Regions from separate parts of the Sus scrofa genome. Here region 2 is linked to region 1. A link is a contact called in public Hi-C data. All regions are on one chromosome and are shown on one strand. Each heading gives the region's core, a stretch centred on a gene start, on an enhancer-like site or on the middle of the called end of the contact. The rest is flanking DNA. Distances are from core to core; before and after follow the strand shown.

Evidence for each region. Hi-C and Micro-C count contacts between places; a contact is called where the count stands out from the background.
Region 2: a contact with region 1 is called in a Hi-C map of embryonic fibroblasts, with 1.9 times the contacts expected there. The contact joins the promoter of LOC110262320 here to the promoter of EIF3F in region 1. A contact is called at or near these places in 1 of 5 promoter capture datasets (liver) and 2 of 47 Hi-C or Micro-C datasets (embryonic fibroblasts and subcutaneous adipose tissue).

What each region holds. Positions count from the first base shown.
Region 1 is chr9:1,295,707-1,300,842 of Sscrofa11.1, forward strand. EIF3F (eukaryotic translation initiation factor 3 subunit F) reads right to left here and starts at 2,281. Exons shown (of 10, transcript XM_021062272.1): 1 at 2,051-2,281; 2 at 1,860-2,049. The coding sequence starts at 2,266.
Region 2 is chr9:1,970,499-1,975,634 of Sscrofa11.1, forward strand. It overlaps LOC110262320 (NADH-cytochrome b5 reductase 2), which reads left to right and starts at 1,951. Exons shown (of 11, transcript XM_021102714.1): 1 at 1,951-2,822; 2 at 3,021-3,066; 3 at 3,069-3,092. The coding sequence starts at 2,739.

The DNA.
Region 1 (5,136 bases), core at 1,031-3,530:
ACTAGTTGAGCAGCACCTCCCAGCCAGGCTCGGGTGCTTCCCTGTGCACCTGTCATGTGTCCAACTCCTCCTCACTGCGCTTCTGCCCCCCGAGGAGTCACGAAGGATGCGTACTCCACCCGTCTGACCTCTCGGAGGCAGCAGACTGACCACTTCAAGCTTGTCTGTATCTGCCTGTCGCAATGACACGCTCCTGTTCCCATCTGCCACGGCTTCGTCCAATTATCTGCATGTGACTATAACCTCACCTTGAACTTAAGGTTTGAACAAAGCTCATTTTATCAAACTTTTTTTTTTTTTTTAAATTCTTTTTTAGGGCCATCCCTGTGGCACATGGAGGTTCCCAGGCTAGGGGTCCAATTAGAGCTACAGCTGCCTGCCTACACCAGAGCCACAGCAACGCAGGATCCGAGCCGCGTCTGCGACCTACACCACAGCTCAAGGCAATGCCCAATCCTTAACCCACTGAGCGAGGGCAGGATCGAGCCCTAATGGGTTCACTAACTGCTGAGCCACGACAGGAACTCCACACTTTGAGTTTTAAGTACCCGACAGTTTTACAGTAAATGGTGCCAATGAGCTCATTTAACCAAATGGAATGTGTTCCGTAAATTAACTTCTGCGAACATTGCGAAGCTCCATCTAGCAAGCAGGACCTACACCTCATTCAGGAAGCACTGCCTCCCTAACACCCCACACCACACAACAGGCGCACTCTGGGTGGGAATCCGAAGGTCTCGTCGCGGGCCCATCAGTGATGCACGCACGATTTACTACAGAAGCCCAAAGCAGGGCACAACCACGGACTCGGGGAGGCTAAGAACGGGGTGACGATGGGGTCCGCACGAAGGACGGAGAGACTTCTCCTTGGAACCCGAGGATGAGTGGAGCTGAAGAACAAACAAGGGAGGGAGGGAAGGCACCTGCCGCGGCGGAAGTCGGCCCCCAACAGCCGTCTGGTCCCGGTCTGGGCCGGCACCACCCGCGCCTCCGCAGCGCTCCAACGCTCCCAAAGCCCTCAGTCGTGTCCCAGGCCCGAGGCTGACAGGTGCCGGGGTGGGCCTGCAACGACTCCTGGCAACACACCCACCGTCTCCCACGGCGGAGACGACTGCACGTGCAAGGGTAAGAGAAACGCGCGGGAGTAAAGCGGCTTCACCACGGTGTCCCGAATCTGCGAGCGGGGCGGAGTGAAAATGAATTTGACGGGCTCAGCAGCCCCCCGAGAAAAGGACATCTCGTCAGAGCACCCCGCTTCAAGGCGTCTCCGTTTCATGAACCACTTTAACATAAAATACCTATTCCCCACCTTTGGGATGGGAGCAGGGAAAAGCCTGTTTCTCCGTCTGAATGTTACTACAGTAACAGGTAATACAACTGTGTTCAAACGGAGAATCAGAGCCGGCACTGGGGGCACTGACATCGGGGACACCGGGGCTCAGAGGATCCCGCTTAGAGGCTCAGGAAACCGGAGTGTTACTGAAACCCTACATGAGTTCCTGCCAAACCAGCTACTTGTCGAGGGTGGTATCTTTTTACAGACGTCCTCGACTCCTTTGCCAACTGGGTAGAAACTTCTTAGTAAACACCTGGAAAGTCAAGACGCGCAGCAGCAGATAAGGGGGGAAACGAGGTCACCGGGCGGGGGAGGCGAGCGTTTCCGCGTCCTCGCCAGCGTGGACCTCATCTTCCGCAGATTGAGACCCATCCACCGGGCGCAGAGACTGCTGGGCGACCGAGGATAAACCTAGACCGCGTGGCACACGGCGTCTGTTCAACAGGTAACCGCCACGGGGACGGGGAGAGAGGGGCGCGAGACGGCGGCGGGAGGCCAAGGCCAGCCCGCGGCGGGCCCTCACCCAGCAGGGTCCCGATGACCCGGGCGGCGCCCTCGTTGCGTCGCTCGTAGCTGTCCACGATGGAGGCCAAGATGACCGGGTGCAGCCGCACCACGCGGCCGCCGGGGAAGGGGCCCGGGAGCGCAGGCCCGGGCAGCGACGGCGCCGGGGTCTGCGCGGGGGCCGGAGCCGGGCCGGGGCCTGGCCCGGGCCGCGGGAGTGGCCGCCGCCGCCGCCGCCGGGTCTGAGGACGAGGCGGGCGCCGGCGCTGCAGCCGGTACCGGCGCCGGAGCCGCTGCGGGCGCCGGAGCCGAGGCTGAGGCTGGGGCCGGTGCCGGGGCTGAGGCCGCAGCGGGGACCGGGGCCGGGGCCGGGGCCGGGGCCGGAGTGGCGGGAGGAGCACTCGCCGGTACTGCCGGTGCTGCCATCTTGTCGAGAGAGAAGGAGCCAGGAGCGGAAGGGAGGGAGTTGAGCATTGTTAGGAGTACGGTTGGCTGCATGTGCACCACGTGAGCCAGATCTTTGTGTCTATTGGGTACTGGTGATGCCTCTCAAGGATGTAATTTCCTGCTCTGAGTTTGTGCTCCTTGATTTTGGTCCGATGGGCACTCCGTAAGAACCGAGCTAAGTAGTTCCGAGAAAACGTGGGCCCTCGCTGGGACTAGAAAAACAGCTGCCACCAGATGGAGCGAGAGAGCTGCACAAGCGCTGCAGAAGTACTTTCCGTGGGATAATCCGCGTCAAAGCGCCTTTTTTTTTTTTAACTTGTTTTTCTTTCTTTTTTAAAAAATGATTTTTATTTTTTCCATTATAGTTGGTTTACAGTGTTCTGTTAATTTTCTACTGTGCAGCAAAGTGACCCAGTCTCTCTCTCTCTCTCTCTCTCACACACACACACACACACACAATTATCCTCCATCACCCTCCATCACAAGTGACCAGACAGTTCCCTGCGCTACACAGCCCGACCTCATTGCTTACCTACTCCAAATGCACTAGTTTGCATCTATGAACCCCAAATTCCAAGTCCATCCCACTCCCTCCCCCTCTCCCTTGGCAACCACAAGTATGTTCTCCAAGTCTATGAATTTCTTTTCTGTGGAAAGGTTCATTTGTGCCATATATTAGATTCCAGATGTAAGTGATATCATATGGTATTTGTTTTTCTCTTTCTGACTTACTTCACTTACTGTGAGAGTTGCTGCAAATGGCATGGTTTTGTTCTTTTTTATGGCTGAGTAGTATTCCATTGTGTCTGTATACCACATGTTCCTAATCCATTCATCTGTCGATGGACATTTAGGTTGTTTCCATGTCCTGGCTATTGTGAATAGAGCTGCAGTGAACATTGGGGTGCATGTATGTTTTTCAAGGAAAGTTTTGTCCATATATATGCCCAAGAGTGGGATTGCTGGGTCATAGGGTAGTTCTATACTTAATTTTCTGAGGTATCTCCATCCTGTTTTCCATAGTAGTTGTACTAATTTACATGTATCCCAAGCTCCTGAAAGAGCATCTGGCACATGATCCAGTTGTTGAATGAATGACTCACCTCTTTGACACCTTAGGACAGGATGCTGTGAAGAATAAAAGGTGTCGGAGATCCCGTCGTGGTGCAGTGGTTAATGAATCCGACGAGGAACCATGAGGTTGCGGGTTCGATCCCTGGCCTTGCTCCATGGGTTAAGGATCCCACGTTGCTGTGGCTGTGGTGTAGGCCGGCGGCTACAGCTCCGATTCCATCCCTAGCCTGGGAACTTCCATATGGCATGGGAAGCTGCTCTAGAAAAGGCAAAAAGACAAAAATAAATAAATAAATAAATAAAATAAAAGGTGTCAAAGAGGCGAGTCATTCGTTCAGCAATTGGATCATGTGCCAGCTGCTCTTTTAGGAGCTTGGGATATAGTGAACAAAGCAAAGATCATTGTCCCCAAAACTTTACATTCTAGTGGGGAGAGAGAAATGTCCATTAGTAGGAAATAGGTGCTGTGAGAAAGGAAGAGGTAGCTGAGAGTGGGGGGGACAGGAGCCGTGAGGAGCTGGGCAGGTCAGGCCAAGTGACAACGTGAGATCTGAGTGGATCCGAAAGAAGTGAGGGATGTGACCGTTATTGGGGGAAAGAGCCTCCAGGCAGAGGGAACAGCTTGTGCAAGAGCCTTAGGGCTCCGGGTGTGCTTGGGGCTATTTGATGACGGGAGTGTTAGGATGGGGGGGGGTGACAGGAGGTGGACACTCCCCCCCAGGGAATGGGGCGGATCATTAAGGACTTTCTAGGCCATGGAGAGGACTTTGCATTTTAGTCTGGGTGAGATGGGGTTTTGAGCAGGGGAGCGGCATGCTCTGCCTTAGTTGTAACAGGATCATTAGCTGCTTTGAGAAGAACAGAAAAGGGGGGGTGGTGCAGTTGCAGGGGAGAGGGAGGTGGGAGAGAAAGAGCAGGAAGACCTGCTAGTTTACAGGGAATCTAGGTGAGAGGTGGGGTGGCCGGGACCAGGCCAGCAGCAGGGGAAACAGCAGCGAGAAGTAGGCAGATTATGTATATTTAGGGTAGAAACAATAGGACCTTCTGAGAAATTGTGGGAGGTGTGAGAGGGGTCAAGGATGACTCTAATTTTTTGTGCTGTCGTCAGCTGGCAAGGAGGGTGGGTGAAGTTAGACTTCGTCCCCGACTCTGCTGCCCAAGAACCGCTTTCTCCTTGGAGCTGCCTTCTGTGACTAGTCCTGCTCCTCCGTTGTTACTCTGGGGGACCTACATTCTTTCTTTTCATTCCTCCAAACACAGCTTATCCGAGGAAGATTGAAAAGTGAGTCTTGAATTTGATGACCTGGATCTTTAAAACCCTAGCAGAGCAGTGCCAGTGGAGCTGAGGGTGGGTGGGCACGGAAACCAGAATTCAGGAGGGAGGGAATGGTGCGGTTGAGTCATGGGAGCGAGTGCTGGCTACTCTCAAGGAAACTGCCTGGGAAAGAAAGGCATTCAGAGCGGAAGGAGGGAGTTCCCTGGTGGCTTAGTGAGTTAGGGATCTGGCATTGTCACTGCTGTGGCTCAGGGTTCATACCTGGCCTGCAGCCATGGCCAAAAAAAAAAAGAAAAAAAGAAAAAGAAAAAGGAGAAAAAGGGGGAATGGCAGGATTCAGGCTGAAGGAGTTTTAAGTGTATTAAATTACATCAAATTATTTATGGCTGCACCTGTAGCACATGGAAGTTCCCGGGCCAGGGATTGAATCTGAGCTGGAGCTGTGACCTACACCACAGCTGCAGCAACTGGACCCTTAACCCACGGCTCTGGGCCAGAG
Region 2 (5,136 bases), core at 701-3,200, 670 kb after region 1:
CCAGAAAGCCTCTCTGGCATCAAGGAGGGCTTGACCCTGCTCAGTTACAGGTAATCAGACAGGGAGGCTGAATGCACACCTGTCCTGTGCTCGCAGCCACAGGGACCCAGGGACTCCGGCAATCAGGGGTCCCTCTTCTTCCTTCCCCGGTTAGACAAAGCGATGTTCCTGAAGCCTGGCAAAATCAGGATTTTAAAGGGCTTGTGTCTCAGAGGAAGGATCCCTAGGGATCTGGGAGGAGCGTCCTGGGAGAGCCCTATCCTGCGGAGACGCACACCTTTGCCCCAGGATGGCAGGCTAGAGCAAGAGGAACCCATAGGAGAGACGTGCTTCTGGATTTCTGACCGTCCCCTGGAGGTGGGCACGCCCCGGGGGTGGGCTGTGAGTGTCTACGTCACACCTACTTACACAAACATTTGTTTCTAATCTGTAGGGTGCCTGCTCCTCTTCCACCCTGGTCCAGGACCAGCCTCTCCTTTCACAGGAGTCTTCCGTGCTGAGCACCCTAGTGGCCTGGCCGTGCTCAACCCACGCCCGCAGTCACAGCAGGTGTTTCCAAGAGCAGTAGGACAGTCAAGGCCACGTAGGACAGAGATGGAAGCCTCATTCGTATCAAGAACAGAGGCTAAGGCTTATGACACCCATGAAGAGATGTGCTGACCGTAGGGCAGGCAGCCTCGGAGGGCTTCCCATCCAGTCTGTCCAGTCCTGTCCCCTTTGCCAGGAGCCAGTCCAACCAGGTAACCAATTGCCCAATCTTGCCCCCCCACCCCCTTACCATAACACTGGCTCCATTTAGACAACCAACCCCCTGGTCCAGTCCTCTAGACAGAGGTCTGGCTCCAACCAGACGCCCAGGGTCCTTTCCCTTGACCAGCCAAGCCCTTCGGCACCCCAGCTTTATCGGCTGAAGTGGAGTCAGCGTGTCCAGTGCCGGGCATCCCCCAGACACTACCCCAGTCTCTAGCCAGCATCCTTACTGTAGACATGCTGGGAGTGAGGGCGTGTCTTTACCTGGGGAGCGCTGCACTTGAACCCTGGCTGCTTTGGGACCTCAGGCTCAATTTAGGGGCCCTTGCTGGCTGGCCCAGAGGTCAAGAACTGGGACCAGCTGCCCAGTGATTTAGCCGGCTTTGTCAGCCCTGGGGCAGGAGGCAGGTCTTGAGTTACGAGATGGAAGGGGCCCCACGTTGGACACAAAATTTCGTTGCTGAATTAAGTCATGTGGAGAGATGCCGCTCAGGCCCTGGTGTAGCCGAGGCCCTCCACCTCGGTTTGGGGAAGGTTCTTTTTCTGTTCAGGTTCAAGTAGGTGAATAATGAAACCCAAGCTGAGATCAGTGTAGCATAAGCTTTACTCGGTGGTCAAGGAATAGAAAAGTGGGAACTAGGTTGACAGATCAGCATCTTACCCACCTTGCAAGACGGACTTAATTTTAAAGACTAAAGATGAAAGGGGAGGAATGAGGCTCATGATGAGGAAGCATAAGCTTTATTCTGCATAAGAGATACTAAAAAATGTCCACACCAGGGCTGCCTGTGCCAGCCCTGGAAGGGGCAGGACTTTCCAGGGAGTGGGGTGCCACCCCTTTTTATCCTTATTTGGTCCTTGATACCTGGTGGCCGCCACTGGTAGGTGTGTCTTCTAACCTGTTACTGGAGGAAAATCAAGGTATGATGAGACTCAAGGTCTGTCGGAGGTCAGATTTGAGGCCATCTTGGTCCCAGCTGGATTTTTGCTTGTGTGTAGCTTCCTTTCTTTCTTTTTTTTTTTTTTTTTTTTTTTTTTTTGCCTTTTCTTGGGCCACTCCCGCAGCATATGGATGTTCCCAGGCTAGGGGTCCAATTGGAGCTGTAGCCACCAGCCTACGCCAGAGCCACAGCAACATGGGATCTGAGCCTCGTCTGCACATACACCACAGCTCACGGCAACGCCGGATCCTTTACCCACTGGGCGAGGCCAGGGATTGAACCCGCAACATCATGGTTCCTGGTCAGATTTGTTAACCATTGAGCCACGACGGGAACTCCCAGTAGCTTCCTTTCTTATCTTTGGATTCTTAAAGATTTATGTTTCCTTCTGCTAAAGCTGTGGCGGGGGGGGGGGGGGGGGTGGTGGTGGAAATTTTCAGCAAGGACCCTGCTGCCAGTGGGGGTTGATGGGATTTGAGCCAAGAACAGCTCTGGCTACAGAGGTACCCACCCCACCCCACTCCTGCCCCCACCAGACTCAGAAGGGCGCCGGGGGAGGCAAGCCCCATCCCTCCTGGCTCTCAGCAGCTCGTCCCCAGCTCTGCCCCTGGGGGTTGGCGTCTTCATCCCGAATTGTGTATTAAGAGCAATGTCCTCACCCCCTCACCTCAAAGGGTGACTTTCAGGGCTTGCACCCTTGGCCGTAGCCAGGATGGAGACAGATGGCAGCAAAGGCCTGGTGGCATTAGCACTCCCGGGCCGTCTGCCTGGGAAGCTGAAACGTCTCCTTTAGTCTGATCTGCAGCCGGCCCCTCCCAACCCGCCGGGTCCACCGTAGACTCCGCCCGCCTCCTGTTTTAGTATATTTACCTCCGCCTAGTTTCTTTCAGAACAGCTTCATGCGTGCCTTTGGCATGGGGAGGGTGCCGCCGTGCCCGAGAGCCATCCTGCAGGGCCGGCAGGACCCGAGCCACCCTGCTCACGTTGTGTCCAGTAGGACCCGTCCCTGTCGTTGGGGTCGCGGCGCTCCCGTTGGCATTGAAGAGCATGAACTCAAAGAGGAAACGTCCTGTCACTTTGCAGGACCCTGAAACCGAGTACCCGCTACCCTGATTGAGAAACAGGTCATGGGTCAGCCCTCCTCGCGATGCCAGGGTCGGGGTTGGGCTGGCTGAGGAGGTGGGGCCGTGCAGTGGGCATGTCCTGGCGTCTAGTTTGGCTGCCGCTGCCTGTGTGTGTACGCTGGGAGCGCCTTCCCCAGGCATCTCAGCTGCCCAGCAAGGCTTCCGGAAAGCTGACAGAGCCTGCCTGTGGTTTCTGTTTCATTAGCAAATCAACCACAACACCCAGAGGTTCCGCTTTGGGTTGCCCTCGCCGACCATGCCTTAGGGCCTCCCGTGGGTGAGTGGGTTTGGTGTCATCCCCAGGGCTGGGGGCCCTGCAGGCGCTCTGCTCCAAAGGGAGGCGCCTCTGCTGAGGTCTGGAGCTTGCCCTGCTGTCTTTCCTGAAGAAGAGAGGTGGGGAGACGGGCTGGGGACCGACCCTTCCCTTTGTCATTGTTCCAGTAGGGCTGACACCAAAGCCGGTCTCACTGAGAACTGCAAACAAGTGAGGCTAAAGTCCGAAGGGCGAAGGTCCCAGTTCCGGCTCCTTGCTGGGCGACCTCAGGGAAGTCCCTCCACCCCTCTGAGCCTCAGTCCATGAACTGGCATTTCCCACTGGTCTTGTGCGGGTTAAGCAGTTGATGTGAAAATTCAGAAACTGGAAACTGCTCTGCACTGGGGTCTCAGACCCACTGCGGATGGGGGTCCCAGCCGTCTGCGAGTTCTGAGTGCGCCCCTTTCTAGTCTGTTCCACCGCCAGGCGGCTGCAGCAGCCTTACTGCTCTGCTAGGCCCACACCTGACACTGTGCAGCCTGCTGTGGGGCTGGCCGGCCTCATCCACGGCCCCCTTGTCCTGTGCACGGAGGTGGGGGTAGAACTTGACGTCACCTCTTCAGGTGACGCACTGACCCACGAGGCAGCCGGCCTGGCCCTTTAGCTCCCCCTCCCTCTTCACCCGTGGGAGCTGAGTGTCCACTGCTGTCCAGCCTCTGCCTGGCTTGCAAGGCCAGTCCTATTGGCGAGAAGGCTAAAGAATGAAATGCTTTGAGAAATCAAACTTGCTAGAAAGTGCCGAGACCTCTGTCTCCTTGGCCCTGGGGCGGGCAGTGCCCAGTTGGCAGGACCGGCTGATTTCGGGGCTTCTGGGGAGTTGGCTGCGAAGACTTAGGCACCTCTGCGACATGAAGGGTGAGAGGCGGGCCCTGTGGGGCCTCTCTGGGGCCACTCCCAGGCCAGGCCCAGCTTGGTGCATCTGCAAGAGCCTCTCTGGGGCTCCTAGTCTCAGCCTGGTTCTCGGCAGGAAGCTGTTTCAGGTGTTTATTTCCGGGATCCCGGTGCCCAGACAGGCCGTGGCTGGTCAGTGAGCCGTCCCTTCTGGCCCTCCGGCCTCAGGGCCCCTCCCCTTTCCTCCTCCCTCCCTCCCTCCGTTTCTCCCAAGGCTCTGTCCGCACCGCCCATCCTCCGTCCTCTGCCCACACAGCTCCTGCTCCCTCGGGCGCTCTGGGCCCTCAGCATCTCGTGATGGAGCTTCTCCCTCACGGCTCCTCGCCTTAGTCACCAGGGCCGCCCGTGTCAGATCCCGCAGGAACCTGCGTGGCCCAGCCCATCCCGTGATGCTGGGAGGTAGCCATGGCCCGCAGGCCTCTGGGCACCCCTGGGCCATCTGTTTCTACCCCAGAGGGGCAGAATTACACGAAGTTCAGAATTCGATGGCTGCCCTTCAGCAGAGCCGTGGACCAGGGAGGCGCAGGGCTCCTGCTGGAGCTCGTGGTCCGTGGACCTGCGAGCCCAGGCCGGCCCTGGGCCAGGCAGCCGGACACAGACCGTGGACCTGCGAGCCCAGGCTGGCCCTGGGCCAGGCAGCCGGACACAGACCGTGGACCTGCGAGCCCAGGCCGGCCCTGGGCCAGGCAGCCGGACACAGACCAGGGACTGCGAGCCCAGGCCGGCCCTGGGCCAGGCAGCCGGACACAGACCGTGGACCTGCGAGCCCAGGCCGGCCCTGGGCCAGGCAGCCGGACACAGACCAGGGACTGCGATCCCAGCACAGACCCGGTGATGCATCCAGTTTAGGAAGAAAGGACTGTGAAGACAGCGTATTTCGCTTTAAAAGAGAAACACCTTTCTGTCACGTTTAGTACCCAGCCTCCAACTTTCACTAGCTCTTCCGGCCCCACAGGCCAGGGCCCTTTGACACAGTGAGCTCGCACCGACAAGTAGGCTTCCAGTACGGGACGCTCACAGCTACCCTAGGGTGGAGTCAGGGCAGACATAGAGGGCGAAGGGACGTGTCCAGGGTTGCACAGGGGGGACAAGGGCAAGCCTGGGATCCAGGCATCCT